Linked DNA regions of Columba livia: region 2 is linked to region 1. Evidence: chromatin contacts called from public Hi-C data. All regions are on one chromosome and are shown on one strand. The core of a region is the stretch at or near the end of the contact, and the rest is flanking DNA. Distances in the headings are between cores, read along the strand shown.

Region 1 (6,987 bases), core at 2,001-4,500:
TCATCACTCAGCCTCTTTGCAAATCACGCGTCTTCCCTTAAGTGCCTAAACATGGAGCTCGTGCTTTTAGGTATTCCATATTTAAAATCCTGCCTGTTGATGCTGTCTTTCTTTCTGTCTCAGGAGCCATTGACATGGGAAAGCTAACGAGGCTAATAAAGAAACATAGCTGGGACGCACATCAATTTACTTTTCTTGTGAGCAGTGCTAAGCACAAACACTGTGGGTTCTATAGCAATGTCAGTATTTATTACGGTGTAATGTTAACATGGAAGGCACATGAATGTCTCTGCTGGCACCAGAATCCAAGCAAGTACATGACCATTTGCACAAACTCCACATACACCCCTCTCCTGGTAACAGGATGTTGGCAGGTGGGAAGATCACAGGATCCCGATGAAACGTAAGATGAGATGAGCAATCCTGTAGTGGTAATTTTAGAAGCTGGGTTCTGTACATTATTTACAGTACATTGTAGCTTTAAGGAGATAAGGCTACCCCTTGCCTTACCTCGTGGGTTTAATCTTTTCTGTGAGATTTCTGTGTATGACTTTGAGCAGTGCAACAGCTGGAGGGATTTTGTCCATCCAGACGGGTGTTGAAATTACAGGTTATTTGTGGTAGCACTATGTTCATTCATAAAATGCTCACCTAGCAGGAGGGGAAAAGTCACCTAGGACCCACTACCAAATAAAGAAAAAAAGTACTGAGTGAGCTATCTGCCTGCTGCAGATCTGAAGTGCAGAGGCCTGGCATGAGGAGGGAGCCGCTCACAGTAAACTCCGGCAGAATCAGGACCGGTTCCTTCCTTTGGGAGCTTTAATTTGGCTTTACCTTCATCTAATGAAATATTCCATTTATTTCTCATGGTGAGGGTCTGTAGTCTCCCTCTCTCTTGGAGGGCAGTTTTGGCAATTGCATTCTGAATATGGGAAAGTCAGGTTATTTTGGATGGACATTTGTTACTTCAGAAACCCTCTGCAACAATTAGTTTAAAAACCAAACCACACCAAAACAAAACCAGAGCAAAGTAAAAAAGATTCTTTTGCAATATTTGAACAACACGCACCACTCCTCTGTAGAAATGTGATCCCTGAGGGGAAAGGGATTATATTCTCTTCCAGGCTTTTGACTAGGCTGGATTTCTCCCCCTGCCCAGAAGGAAGGCCATGGGCACCAGGGTGTGGGATGCGACCCCACAGCCAGGGCAGCCGAGAGGCCGGGCAGGAGTTGGCGTCGCTCCTGGTTCAGGCAGATGATCTGTCACTCACCTCCCAGCCTTCCTCGGGATCAGTGTGACCTGGGTGACATCCCCGCATGCTGCACCACGGGGTGACACGAAAACTTTTAAAAATAAACAAAGGGAGAAACAGGTATAAGATCTAGGGAAAGCAAAGATTTTGTTTGGTTTTGTTTCGTGTGTTTCCCTCAGCCAGCAGGTGCCTCTATAGAGCCAATGCTTTGCCTGTATCAGTAGGAGTCTGTGGCACAGCACTGGAATACCTGCTTTCTAATCATAATGTGGCCTTTTCTTTCTTCAGTGTCTTTTTCCCTTTCCCCTTCCTCCAGCCCATGGTGAGCCCCAGGAATCTGCCAGCTTGGACTACCACTCTGTCCGCTACCTGCAGTCCTTGGAAGACGGTGGTAGGAGAGAGATTTATATGTGTTGACACACGCATATTGTTACTCTGTATCCCGTATGAGGAAATTTTGCGGGTGACACGAGTGAAGGAGCTCAGCTGGGGAATGCCTGCGGTAACCCCAGTAAGACAAAGCTGCCTTTTTGCCCTTCAAATACCTTCCCAGAAAGCAGCGTGGTGTTTGTCTGGCAAAATCTTCACCCCTTCAGCATGACACCTTTCTGCACACTGGGGCAATGCTCAGCCAGTGCAGGCAGCCCCCCTGAACCAAGGTGGGTTGCCAATGGATGAAGAGAAATAAAACCCAAATGAGGACAACCCCCTACTCCACTCCTTTTTAGCACATAGGTGCTAAGAAATCACTGTGTCTGAAAAGCGAAGGCCTTGGGGGGACGGATGATGAGTGTGATCACAATTTGTCCTCGCTGCCCCCTCCCCCCAAATGGCTCCGCTGGACTTTGGAGCAATTCCCACGGGCAAGGTGAATTTTGACCCGAACGTGCATCCATCGGCAGGGCAGAAAGGGTGGAGGAAGCGCGGCCCGTGGGGCGCCCGAGGTGAAAGGCAGGGCAGGAAGGCTGGGGGGCGAAATGTTGCGAGCCACGGGGGACTGCGGACCCGAGTGGAGAGGGCGGGGAGGGCGGCAGAGGGGCCGCGGACCCCTTTACCTCCGTGGCCTTTCCCAGCGAAAAAAGGGAGGGGAGGAGGGAGGAGAATAGCTGTGGAGGGGTGGGACTTTGCCGGAGCGTCTCTCCCCGCGTCCGCGCCGAGCAGTTGCAGAGCGCCGGCGAGCGGGTGGCGGGGCGGGCGCTGCGCGGGGAACGGGCGCTGCGCGGAGCCGCCGCTGGAGTGCGCGGAGTGCGGCTGCCGCCGCGCCGGGGGCGAGGAGCGCACGCCGCGCCGGCGGGGGACAGCGCGCCGCGGGAGCAGCCCTCCCCGGGCACCGGGACCTGCTGTTGGCTTGCCGCCTTGCTTTATCCTCTCGTTTAATTTATTTTTTCCCCACCTATACTTTGATCCGCTGGGATTTTTTTTCCCTCCCTTTCCTGCAGAGCCTCCCTCCGCCCCAGTTCCCTCCCTCTCTAGTCAGTTTGGATTTTTTTTTTTTTATATTCTGATTTTTTTTCTAAAGCGGTGGACTGAGAGAGGGAGAGACAGAGAGGGCAGGAGGAAAGCGCTCTCTTCATCCCCTCCGCCACCACCACCCCGACTTGCGGAGAGGGGTCGGGCCGAGCGGCGGCAGCGGGATCAGCCCCTTACCGCCAGGGAGGCGACCCCGGCTCGGGGAGCCGCCGGAGGCAGCTGCTGCGAAGAGGGGACGCAGAAAAAGAGATGCATTGAAACTTTCCGCGCAAACTTTGGCGTGAGTGCTTGAAACTGAGCGATCGCGGCGCGGGTGACTGCCTGCCCCGGCGCGGAGAGAAGCGGCGGCCGCGGACGAGCGCCGCTGTGGAGCTCGGACTGCCCGGCGGCGGGGGCCGGGCGGCGGCGGGGCGGCCGCGGAGCCTGCGCTCGGCCCGGTGGAGCGCCCACCGAAAGCAGCAGCGGAGGCCGGCGGAAAGCCGGGCTGATGGAGGGGTGAAACCGGAGACCCCGAAGAGGAACACCTTTTTCCCGGGAGCCTCTCGCAGCGCCCGACCGGCGGCACCCCAGGAGGCGGCGGCGGGCACGGAGGAGGCGCGGGCAAGAGCGCGGCGGGGCGGCGGCGGCGGCGGGGCGACGGCGGCGAGGCGGAGCGCGGCGGGCCCCGCTCCACGGCGTGTGCCGGCAACCATGAACTTTCTGCTGAGTTGGATCCACTGGGGGCTGGCGGCGCTGCTCTATCTGCAGAGCGCGGAGGTAAGCAGCAGGGACGGGGACGGCGGCGGGACGGGGGCTTTTGTACCGCACGTACGGTGGGGGCGGGGAGGCGGCGGAAAAGACTTTTTTCCCCCCTTTCTTTTTGGCGCCCCCCTGCCTTACTTCCCACCTGCTCGGTGCGGTGCCGCCGCGCTGCTGGCACCGTGTCCGGGTGGGTGCCTGCAGCGCACACACGTGTGTATGCGTGCGTGCAATGCTGCAAACGGGGGATGCGGGGGGGGGGAAGCGCTGCCCGGTGCTTCGCAGGCCCCCGGAGCAGTCGGCAGCGCCGTGCGGAGTGCCCGCGCACGTGTGCGCGCACTGCACGCCCCCGGCGTGGGGCTCCCGCGGCGGCGGGGCCGTGGGGTCCCGGCGGGGCCAGTCCCGGGGAGCTGCTTGGGGCAGGGAGGCAGCGCGCTGGCTTCTTGCATCAGCCTCGCCGCCCGTCCTCGGGTCTCCTGACATTGCAAAAGGGTGTTTCGGCGGTATTTGCCTTGGGTCCCAGCTCGGGTTCGTGCCGCCGAGTGGAGTTCAAAATACCTAGCTGGAAAAACAAATAGAGATCAAAGAGGACAAAATGGATCCTGAATTTCTTCCAGATTGATTTTTTTTTTTTTTTCAAAATACATATCTCCTGCACCGAGGTTACAAAACCGTACATTTTTCTCTTCTCCTCCTCAGTCACTTTTACTTTTGCCTCATTGTCATTCCTGCGAGATTAAAAGCCAACTCTTTCTGCTTTTCTTTTTCTGTTTTTTAAGAAAAAGGAAAGGCAGCTTTCTGTGCAAACGTGTCCTATAAATCTGTTTTCTAAAGAGTCAAGAGAGCTGTGTTGCCAAGAGATATTAAGGGGTTTAGACAGAGTGCCCACGTGAAAGTGGCTATTCCCTGGGCGGACCCGGATTATGTTTTAAAGGCTATAACAGGTTAGTTCTCTCCTGCCATTTCTCCTCGGCACTTGTGGAGAATGCGGGGCCAGATCATCTCCCACAGTTGTGAAAATAAGCGTCGCTTGCAAACTAATCAGTTATTCACATTGTTTGTTCAGCACCGATACTGGAAGGTAACTCCCCAGTTAGGAGCCATTTCAGCTGTAACTGAAGTAATGCAGGCACTGCATGCTTTGTTTCTAGCCTGTTATATCTCTTACTTTCGCCACTGACAGCCGCACATTAGGCTGTGCTGGATGGGAACTGAGGCGCAGCTCTTGAGTGTGGCACAGAGCTGCTCCCTGCTGCCTGCCTGCCAGATTTGGCTCGTGGGACAATTCTTTCCGCTCTCCATGAGTTTTTCCACCGTCATGTAAAACGGGGATTTCTTTGCCTCGCAGGTCCTCGGTAAACTTGTACAGTAGAGTCAGTTCCTCTGCTGTAGGTTAGACAGCTCTGTATTGATGTCTAGTGATAATACTCTTTAACCCTCCCCTCGCTCCTTCTCCCCTCCCCTTCCTCTTCCCTGGAGGAAGAAACGCAGATCAGGTAGAGTCCAGGTCTGTCTGTCCTCAGGAGTCACGTAGAAGCCTCCTGTTACCTTTTCTCCTAGGCAGGAGGATGGTGCCGGTGAGAAAAGAAAGAGGATAACGGTGGGAAGAAAAGTAGGGAGGAATCACGGGATGTCGGTGGGGTTGGGGGGAGATGTCACAGGGCTAGATAAGTGAGAGATCGGGAGATGTTGAGATAGCTGGGTGATGCGGGCCATATAAGTGCTCTGGCAGATCAACGGTGAGGTCTGCCCTTCAGTTCTGTCCTTATTTGTCTGTTGATCGCCTGGGCACCACGGTGATGGGAACGTTAGAAATACCAGCAGATCTCACGTAGGCAGCTTGACAATAACTCTGGGCATGGCAGAAGGCATGACTCTTCATGCCGGGTCTAAGGTTTTGTGCTCTGATGATAATATTTATCTGTACTGTTAATCTGACTGTTGTGCTGAATAAAACCTATCTAGCTAGCCATGCACATTGGAGAGCATTAAATAAAAACCCTGGCAGAAGCTGAGTTGGGGAAGCGGGGTCCAGCACGTGTTGGGTTGCTTTCCCAAAGGCAAAGAAGGAGGAGCACTGGAATCGTGGTGCTCCATGGTGAAGGCAGCAGGGGGATGCCTCCTTACTGAAGGAGTTGTTATGGTCCTGCAGCGGGGATGGTGGGAAATCGTGTCACGATCAGGGCTGGGTGGTGCTGATGCCACAGGTGTCTGCCTTCACTGGTGGCAATAGCCTTTCTGTGCAGGAAAGGGAGGAAAAGGTGATTTTGCAGTGGTTTGCCCATGCTGGATAGTGGTGTACAGTCCTCAGGCCCAACAGGGTCCGAGAGGTTGTGTTGTTGTCCCCTTCTGGTCCCCCCCTTTCCTGAAGAATGGGGGACAGTCCGTCATTCCCCATCTTCCTTTGTCTGCGGGTCTTGGCAGCAGCCTGGTGGTAGGTCACCTCGATGAGGGTCTGGGAACTCTTCCCTTCCTGCCCTGAACTGCGGAGGGACCTGGATACACCAGCTGTATTGCCATAGGGAACAGGCAGCGATCAGACACTGAGGGAGGGAGAGTGAGCCTGTGACTAGACTGCTAATGACCGCACACCCACCAGGCTCCCTGCCTTTGGTGTGCCTCTGCGCCAGGCCATGATGGGGAGCCACCAGAACCTGCTTCCCCAGCCCGTAGGCAGCTGGAACGCAGTGGGTCACCTTCCCAAAAGCCACTCCAGGCCCGTGCTCTGAGGACAGGCTGGGAGAGAGGAGGAGCGTTCCTTTGGGAGCAGGAGAGAGGGAAGCCTGTACTGACATCTCAGAGGGGCTTGGTGGTTCCTGAGCAACCCCAAATCTGCTCTCCTGTCCATCCCGCTCCCTGTCAGAGGTGCCTCAGCTGTGCTGGCAGCTTGCGGGATTACTGACCTCTGTCTGCATGTACAATGGAGGAGTGCAGTGAGTGCTGTCCCCCCCATTAAGTAGAAACCGCTGAGAAGAATTTCTAGCACCTAAGACGAAAAGTGCCTTAACTCCTGTCCCAGAGTCCCTCTCAAAGGGGATGGATTGTTTGTTCCAGTCCTAAACAGTTACAAAGCTCTTTTAATGAGGCTGCACAGATTAGGGGGAGGGGAAGGGAAAGAAAGAGTGGTGGTGGTGTTGGTGAGGGGGGTGATGGTTAGAGAGGAATGACTTGATTAACCTTTTCTCTCCCTTCAGAGAATAACTTGCTCTGGACAGGAGAGAGGGGAGAAGGGAGACAGAGAAGGTGCAGACACACTGCTGGTGTGAGGCGCGTTTATTTATTAGAGAGGGTTTTATTCTGCTGCGGGATGTGCATTTACTGTGACTTGTAAAGGGCACAGAAAGGATCTTCCCCTTGGTCAGCCCCATTCCCAGGTCATTTATTCTGCTCTCAAGCCCAGGGCTTGCTGCCTTACCTTCATGAAATGTTGAAAATCAATTGGAAGGAAATTGTGTTACAGAGCTGTTGGGTAATGCCAAAAGCCAGCGGAGGAGAGAATGACCTTCAAGCTCCCACCGAAGGGCAC
Region 2 (6,355 bases), core at 941-3,440, 330 kb after region 1:
TTTTTGCCTGGCAGGAGGGTCTTTGCAAACCTCTGGGGAAACATTTCCAAAGGCATCAGGTCACACAACACCCCTGGAAATCTTGGCTAAATCCCAGAGACCGGGGTGCCACGACCACCGCTCCATCCTTCCAGAGCTGCGCCCTGGCCACGTGTGCCACCAGCACATCAGGAGACTTGTCACCTGCCTATCCCCAGGGCTGGTGAAGAGGAGCACGTTTCCCCAGGGCCACTGAAGCCACCTCATGACACTCGCACGCGTGGCTGCCAGGATGCCGGCGCGCTACAGGGGAGGACAGCCAGGGTGGCCATGTGATCCCCCCGCTGCTATTCCTGGTCCCCGGGGAGGCTGGAGGACTGTCACATGGAGCAAGAATCACCCGGCTGCAGCGTACAAGCCAGGTGAGTCCAGCTGTGGTGACAGCAAATTTCTAATTAGTTCATTGCATCAGACTGGCCAAACACTCACAGTCATTACCCAAGGATGGCCTACGTGCCGGGCAGGGTGTACTCCCCTGATCCCTGCTTCCCAAAATGGGACCAGGAGAGCCAGACTAGCTTGCCCTGGAAAAGGACATGCTGTCTGCTGTGCCCAGCAGGCCAACCAGCTCCAGGACCCGCAAACCACATCGGGAAAAAACAGAGAAACAAAGTGTCAGGCATGCAGCAAATGGCCTGAGTGTGACTGTCCTACGTGGTGAGGTCTCATCCTGCCCCATGCATGGATGCAGAATGGGTCTCTCCCACCCACAGCCACAGGGACTGGGAATTAGGATGGTGTGGTGCACACCAGTTCCCCTATCCTGCTCCCCTGAGCCTGGGGTGTAGGCAGGCATGACCCGCTCCTCTCTGACCACTTCCCAAGGATGGAGAGCTGTGAGTGTGTTTGGAATCCTGTCAACACAACGGTAGCGGGGTGAGCTCCCCGCGAGCTTGCTGGCAGCTTTGCAGAGAGGTGCTCTCCCCACGAGCTCAGCCGGACACTGCGTGAGCACTGCTGGTGGGTCTGAGCCCAGCCACACACCCACTCCCAGCAGCATCGGAAGGCAGCAGCTCTGCTGCCTCGGAGGTACCACAGGCAGGTTTGGCAGGGAAATATGTATCTTGGAGCTGCTTTCCCCGTGGCGGTAGCTGGAGCCGATTCTGAATACTTAGCTGGTTTAATATGCAAACAAAAATCCCTGGACTGTCAGCTCTTCCAAGCAAGGGACCATCCAAGTACTTGGCAAACATGCAGGGTGGGGGGGAGCTGTGGCAGCTGAGCCCCTATAGCCAACACTGGCCATAGGGTGGAGGTAAGAAACTGCAGGCCCAGCCGAGCACCCCGGGCTGGGCTCTGCTTCATGCTCACTCTGAAGTTTAGCTGTTCTCCTTTGCTCAAGCCAGGCTGGCACAGGGTGGCCCAGTCCTCCCTAGGCTTGTGCCCCATCGAGATCTGTGCTGTTGGTGGCTTTGAGATGACGCTAGGTACTGGGCCAGGCAGGGACTTCTTGCCAACCACAGAGTGGAAGCACCCATGCTACTGCAGGATCTCCTGTCCTCCCCATGCATCACCTCATGGCCCTGGGGGCACTTCACTGGATGAAGATTTCCTCCTCATCTACCCTCTGGATGAGGGATTCTGCAGGATCCAGGATGCCACTGAAGCTTGGACTCCTTTAGAATGGCAGGCAGTAACCACCTCCCAGCACACAGCAATCCTACCTAACGGGTTCCAGTCCCTACAGTGCGCAATCCCAGGTGCAGCTGGAAGTGACTGGCACATGCAACCCCAGGTGATGCCTCAGAGGCCCCAAAGAAAAGAAAAAAGAGCTTTTCCTCTCCTTATCTCAAAGCACTGAGCACTCATCACACCCAGCTTTTCCGCCAGGAAACTGCAGAGAGTTAGCTGCTTCTTCTGGCTTTCCCCACCAAAGAGGGCCGCTCGTGAGAGTGGGAGATCATGGGAGAGCAGGATGGGGTCTGTAAATATCCCCCAGGGCATGAAAAAGCTGAAGGGAAGAGTGCCGCAGCACTGCCTTGCAATGCCAGGCATGCAAATGGACAGTAGGGAGAAGGGAGTTTGTTCACAGCAAAAGGCAGCTGTACCCCAAAAAGCCAAGCCTGCTCCCAGACCCCCCACCCGGGGCTGCCCAAAGCTCTCCAAGGGGCACGTGAACAGCACCATTGGCCACCCCAGGCCCCAAGGTCACAGCAGCAGCCCGGTGTAAAACCCATAAGGCCGCAGTCATCCTAAGCCAGGCTCCGCTCGGGGGCAGCCAGGGACGTCGGGGTGTCAGGCGGGAAGGGGGGAGTGCAGGCGGCATCTCCACGAGGACACCTTAAAGCCGGTGCCTGCGGGCTGGCTCCCGCCGCCCCGCTCCGCTCCTCGCCGCTCCTCGCTGGGAAGCAGCTGACTCGGGGCGGCTGCCAGCGCTGCTGGCTGCTGGATCCGGCCGCTGCAACGTGCAGCCTGACATGTAAACCCGGGCAGGCCTATGCTAATGGCTGGGGGAGGGCGCCTGGCTCAGCGGCGAGGGAGAACGGAGGTGGAGGCCGGAGCCCAGCCAGCAAATTTCCCCCACACACCCCTCCCCTTCTCCATCACCACCTCCCCGCATCCATCTGCCTCCCCTCCTCCTTCTCCTCCTCCTCCTCCATTCATAAAATCCGGGCGGCACTGCCATCTACCGTAGCGTGTGACGGCCAGCCCCACCGCCCCGCTCGGCCCACCGGGCAGCCCCCAAAGCCAACCGGCCCGCCGGCACCCCCGCCTGCACCCCTGACTCCTGCCCGTGGGTCCCGGCCCCATCGTCAGCCCTCCTCCCAGCAGCGCTCCCAAAGCCCCCCCGAGACTTCCCATGGGGCAGCAAGGCAATCCCATCCTTGCCCTTATGCCAAGCTGGGGTCTCTCTGTCCAGCCCCTCACACCTACCCCAGCTGTATTTTGGGGGGAGGTCTCCTCGCCACCCTCTGGGGCAGCACAGCCAAGAGCTGAGCAGTCAGCCCCATTGCTGCCAACCAAGCAGCAAGAAATCAGGAGGCAGCAGAGACAGCGGTCTCCTACCTATGCTGTCTGGTGTCCCTTAGGAAAACCCTCAGCTCCTGTTTTCAAGCACCTCCTTAAAAACCACAAAGTCCGCTCTCAGCACAGGGAGATAGGGAAGATAAAAGACCAGCTTCTCTTGTAAGGAGCCATGGGCCCAAGGCTTTGAAAAAGAAGATGAAAGTAGCAACATGTGCCTGTCGGGAGAAGGGTGAGACTTAGCCATCAGCCATAGTCCCTGCTCGGGAAGAAACCTTCCAGGCCCAAGCAGCCCCCTCCATGAGGAGACGATGAGGGGCACCCCCTTTCCCTCAGCCACCCCTTTCTAATTCCCCACTGGGGAGGGTGTGTGCTCCCGCCCCCCTCTGCTTACAGCATTTTATTCTCCCTCTCAGTATGTAATGGGGCAATCCCTGGCTGGGTCTTATTCCATGTCCCTTTCTTTACTATCACCCACAGGAATTAAGTCCTGCTCTACCCCTCACATCAGGGAACCCCTTCCAATCCCCCATGCCCTTCCTTGCCTTCCCTCCTTCCCCTCGCTAGGGAGGGTTATCCCCGGGCAGCAAAGATGGCAAGCCCACACCACACTGGGAAGCAAGCAGCCCTGCAGCATGGCCAGGGCCAGACCTCCAGGCTCATCACTGGGTGAGCAGGAGCAGCAGGCTCCCTGGCCAAGTGTGCCCCCAGCAGCATCTCAGCTCTCACCAGCCTCCCTCTTTGTTCACTGCAGCTCCCTCCCCAGGACTGAAGACTCAGAGGAGCAGGAGAAGGGGAAGGTGGTGAATTTGGACCAGTCAAACAAAAACCTGCAGGGTGGTCAGCATGTGCAATGCATGTGCAGGTGGGAGACCTCATGCTTAAAGCTGAATGGGGAGCACTGTCTGAGCATCTCTACAGGGAAGAGTGAGAGAGGGAGAGAGGGAAAAAAAATCTTGTGAGTGCAGCGTTTGCAAAATGAGCTGGCGGTAAATAGCTGGAGGATAGACAGCGTCTCTGTACGTGAGGCACGGCACGGAGAGCTGCACCTGAGCGAGGCTGGGCCACTGCTCGTTCTGGCATCACACGTCACTTACTGATGCATCCTCCCCAGCCTGCCCTCTCTCTGCACCGGCTCCCCCGCCTCCGCCATAAAAATGCAGCGGGAAAAATGGGTTCCCCTCAGTTCCCCACCGGTGCAGCCACAAAACAGAGAGCTGGGAGAGGCACAACTGAACTTGATTCAAGGTCCAGCTCATGCCTACCCCAGTTCCAGAAGGCATTCAGCAGCACAAACCTCCTGATCCCTTTTTCCTGCTGACGACCCACACCCCCCAACTTCAGCCTCTCCCCACGCCCCTGATCAGGCACTTTCTTTCCCGAGCAACAGCAGCCGTGTTGCCAGCACTCCCTGCTTGCAAGTGTCTCTCACTATCCTAGTCCCTTTGTTCCCCTTGCAGGGCAGCCTTCCTCTGCGTTTTGCAGCAAAAGGCTGAGGCCCAGCACAACTCATCTCTCCTGGGCTGCCTCAGGCAGGAGACCACCTCCCGTCCTCCCCCTGCTGTGAAAGACCTGGCAAAATTCACACAGCGCCTGAAAAACGTAGCGCCCTTCCTGCGTGATGTAGGACAAAGAGCAGAAGCCGTCTTTTCCCTATAGCTAGGCGTACTCAGGGGTATAGGTTATAGCAACACCAGACAATTATTTGCCATTTTCCACGGGTTCCTCCCCAGGCCCACGGGGTTTGCCGGTCCCCCGGGTGTTCGCGCCCGGTGCTCGGTGGCACGGCCGGCTCCCGCCTGACACCGTGTGGCCGCCGCCCGCTTTGCAGGGACGCGGGGAGGGCGCCGGGGCCAGCCCGGGGATGGGGCCGGTGGGGAGGAAGGGAGGGAGGGAAGGGAGGCTGCGAGGAAGTGGGCACACAGGGTCTCGCTCCGAATGACTCTTAGCAGAGCAAAGCGAAGAGGAGAAGGGGGAAATCGCAGACCGAGCACATGCCTGGTTCCTGCCACCCGCCACCCCGGGATAAAACGCTACATACTTTAATAAACTGATGCACGTGTGTCCCAGCAGTTTCCATAGGTGCCCATGGATTCAGCCCAGCATGTCCAGGCGGAAAAGAATTTCAATTTACTGCTAGCTAATGCTACAGATTCATATAAGCACACAAGACCTAGGGGCAGCATGTGACAGCAGGAGCTGCTATGATAATGCCTCAACAGATGAGACGCCTCTAAGAACATCTGTATGGGTTTCAAGCCTTTCAGAGAGCCCTCCACATTGTGCAGCAGGGCCTTTCCCCTGCCCTTCCACAGCTTTGCTTACCTTCTGCGAGGAGGCTGAATTTCCGCTTCCTGGAGCACAAGGGCTGGCATCTCTGCAGGGACTGCACAAGAGCAAAACCCAGTCATCTGCATCCCACCAACCTGATGCGGTGCCTGTTTGCTGTGCCCACCTATGAAGGGTCAGAGTGGACCCTGTAAGGTGCACGTCCAACACATATCATGGTACCTGTGCCAAGTGTCACACACTCCTGCAAGAGAAAAAACACCTCAGCAATTTCCCACTGCTTGGAGCTGACCCTACAACACATCTAAGGCACCACCAGCAGCTACAACACTGCAAGGCCCAGGGAAGCTCCAGCTGGGCTGGGGCTGGCATTCACAATTCCTGGGGAAGCAGGAGGCATGGCTCCATGCAGCATCCCAGGGGAGTTACCGATGCTAACCAACCTCATCCTTGGAAAAGCTGCCAGGATGCTAACCTGGCAAGGGTAAGGGCAAGGGGAGGTGTAAATGTTTGCTGAGTGGGCTTTAAGAGCCTACCGGCTTGGAGCAGGCAGCCCTTGCTCCAGTTACTCTCCCAAGTACCTGAGCGAAGCCCTGCAACCTTCATGAAAAGCTTGTCTCCATTCAGGAGGGGATTCTTACCTGCCTCCCTTCTCGATTTTACAAATCCCAATGGCTGTCTCACCCTTACTCCTCCCAGGGCTGTGGGAAAAGACCTCCAAATCCCTCCAAGCACTGATCATCTGATGGCCACTAGCTTGGTTGTCCTGCAGGTACATCAGCTGTGCCCAGGGAGCCGGTGACCCCTAACCCTGCCACACTGCTCACAGCATCCACAGCCTCCCCCAGGCATCCCCAGCTCTGCACACCTCTGCAGGGACAGAGACCACTTCTCTTTCCCAGGCATGCTTAGGGCAGAGCTCGCCCCCGCTGTAGAGCCCGCTGGCAGCGTGGTGGTGCAGCTATGAGCTGCGTACTCTGCTCCAACTTCAGTTTCTCCAAACTGGCTGTGGCTCAGAGAGATTTTAACATGATATTCTGCCCCAGCATGTCCCTCTGGACTG

What was found. A called contact is a pair of places that touch in the nucleus more often than the background predicts.
Region 2: a contact with region 1 is called in a Hi-C map of crop, with 5 times the contacts expected there. The contact joins the enhancer-like site here to the promoter of VEGFA in region 1. A contact is called at or near these places in 2 of 2 Hi-C or Micro-C datasets (crop and liver).

What each region holds. Positions count from the first base shown.
Region 1 is chr3:87,391,255-87,398,241 of bColLiv1.pat.W.v2, forward strand. VEGFA (vascular endothelial growth factor A) reads left to right here and starts at 3,251. Exons shown (of 6, transcript XM_065058086.1): 1 at 3,251-3,479. The coding sequence starts at 3,414. RSPH9 (radial spoke head component 9) reads left to right here. Exons shown (of 6, transcript XM_065058071.1): 6 at 1-179.
Region 2 is chr3:87,722,666-87,729,020 of bColLiv1.pat.W.v2, forward strand. No RefSeq gene overlaps it. Among named protein-coding and RNA genes, the nearest start is that of TMEM63B, 26 kb to the right of the region's middle. Within about 2 kb of position 2,191, at least 3 of the 3 cell types and tissues checked have an H3K27ac peak away from gene starts, as active enhancers do.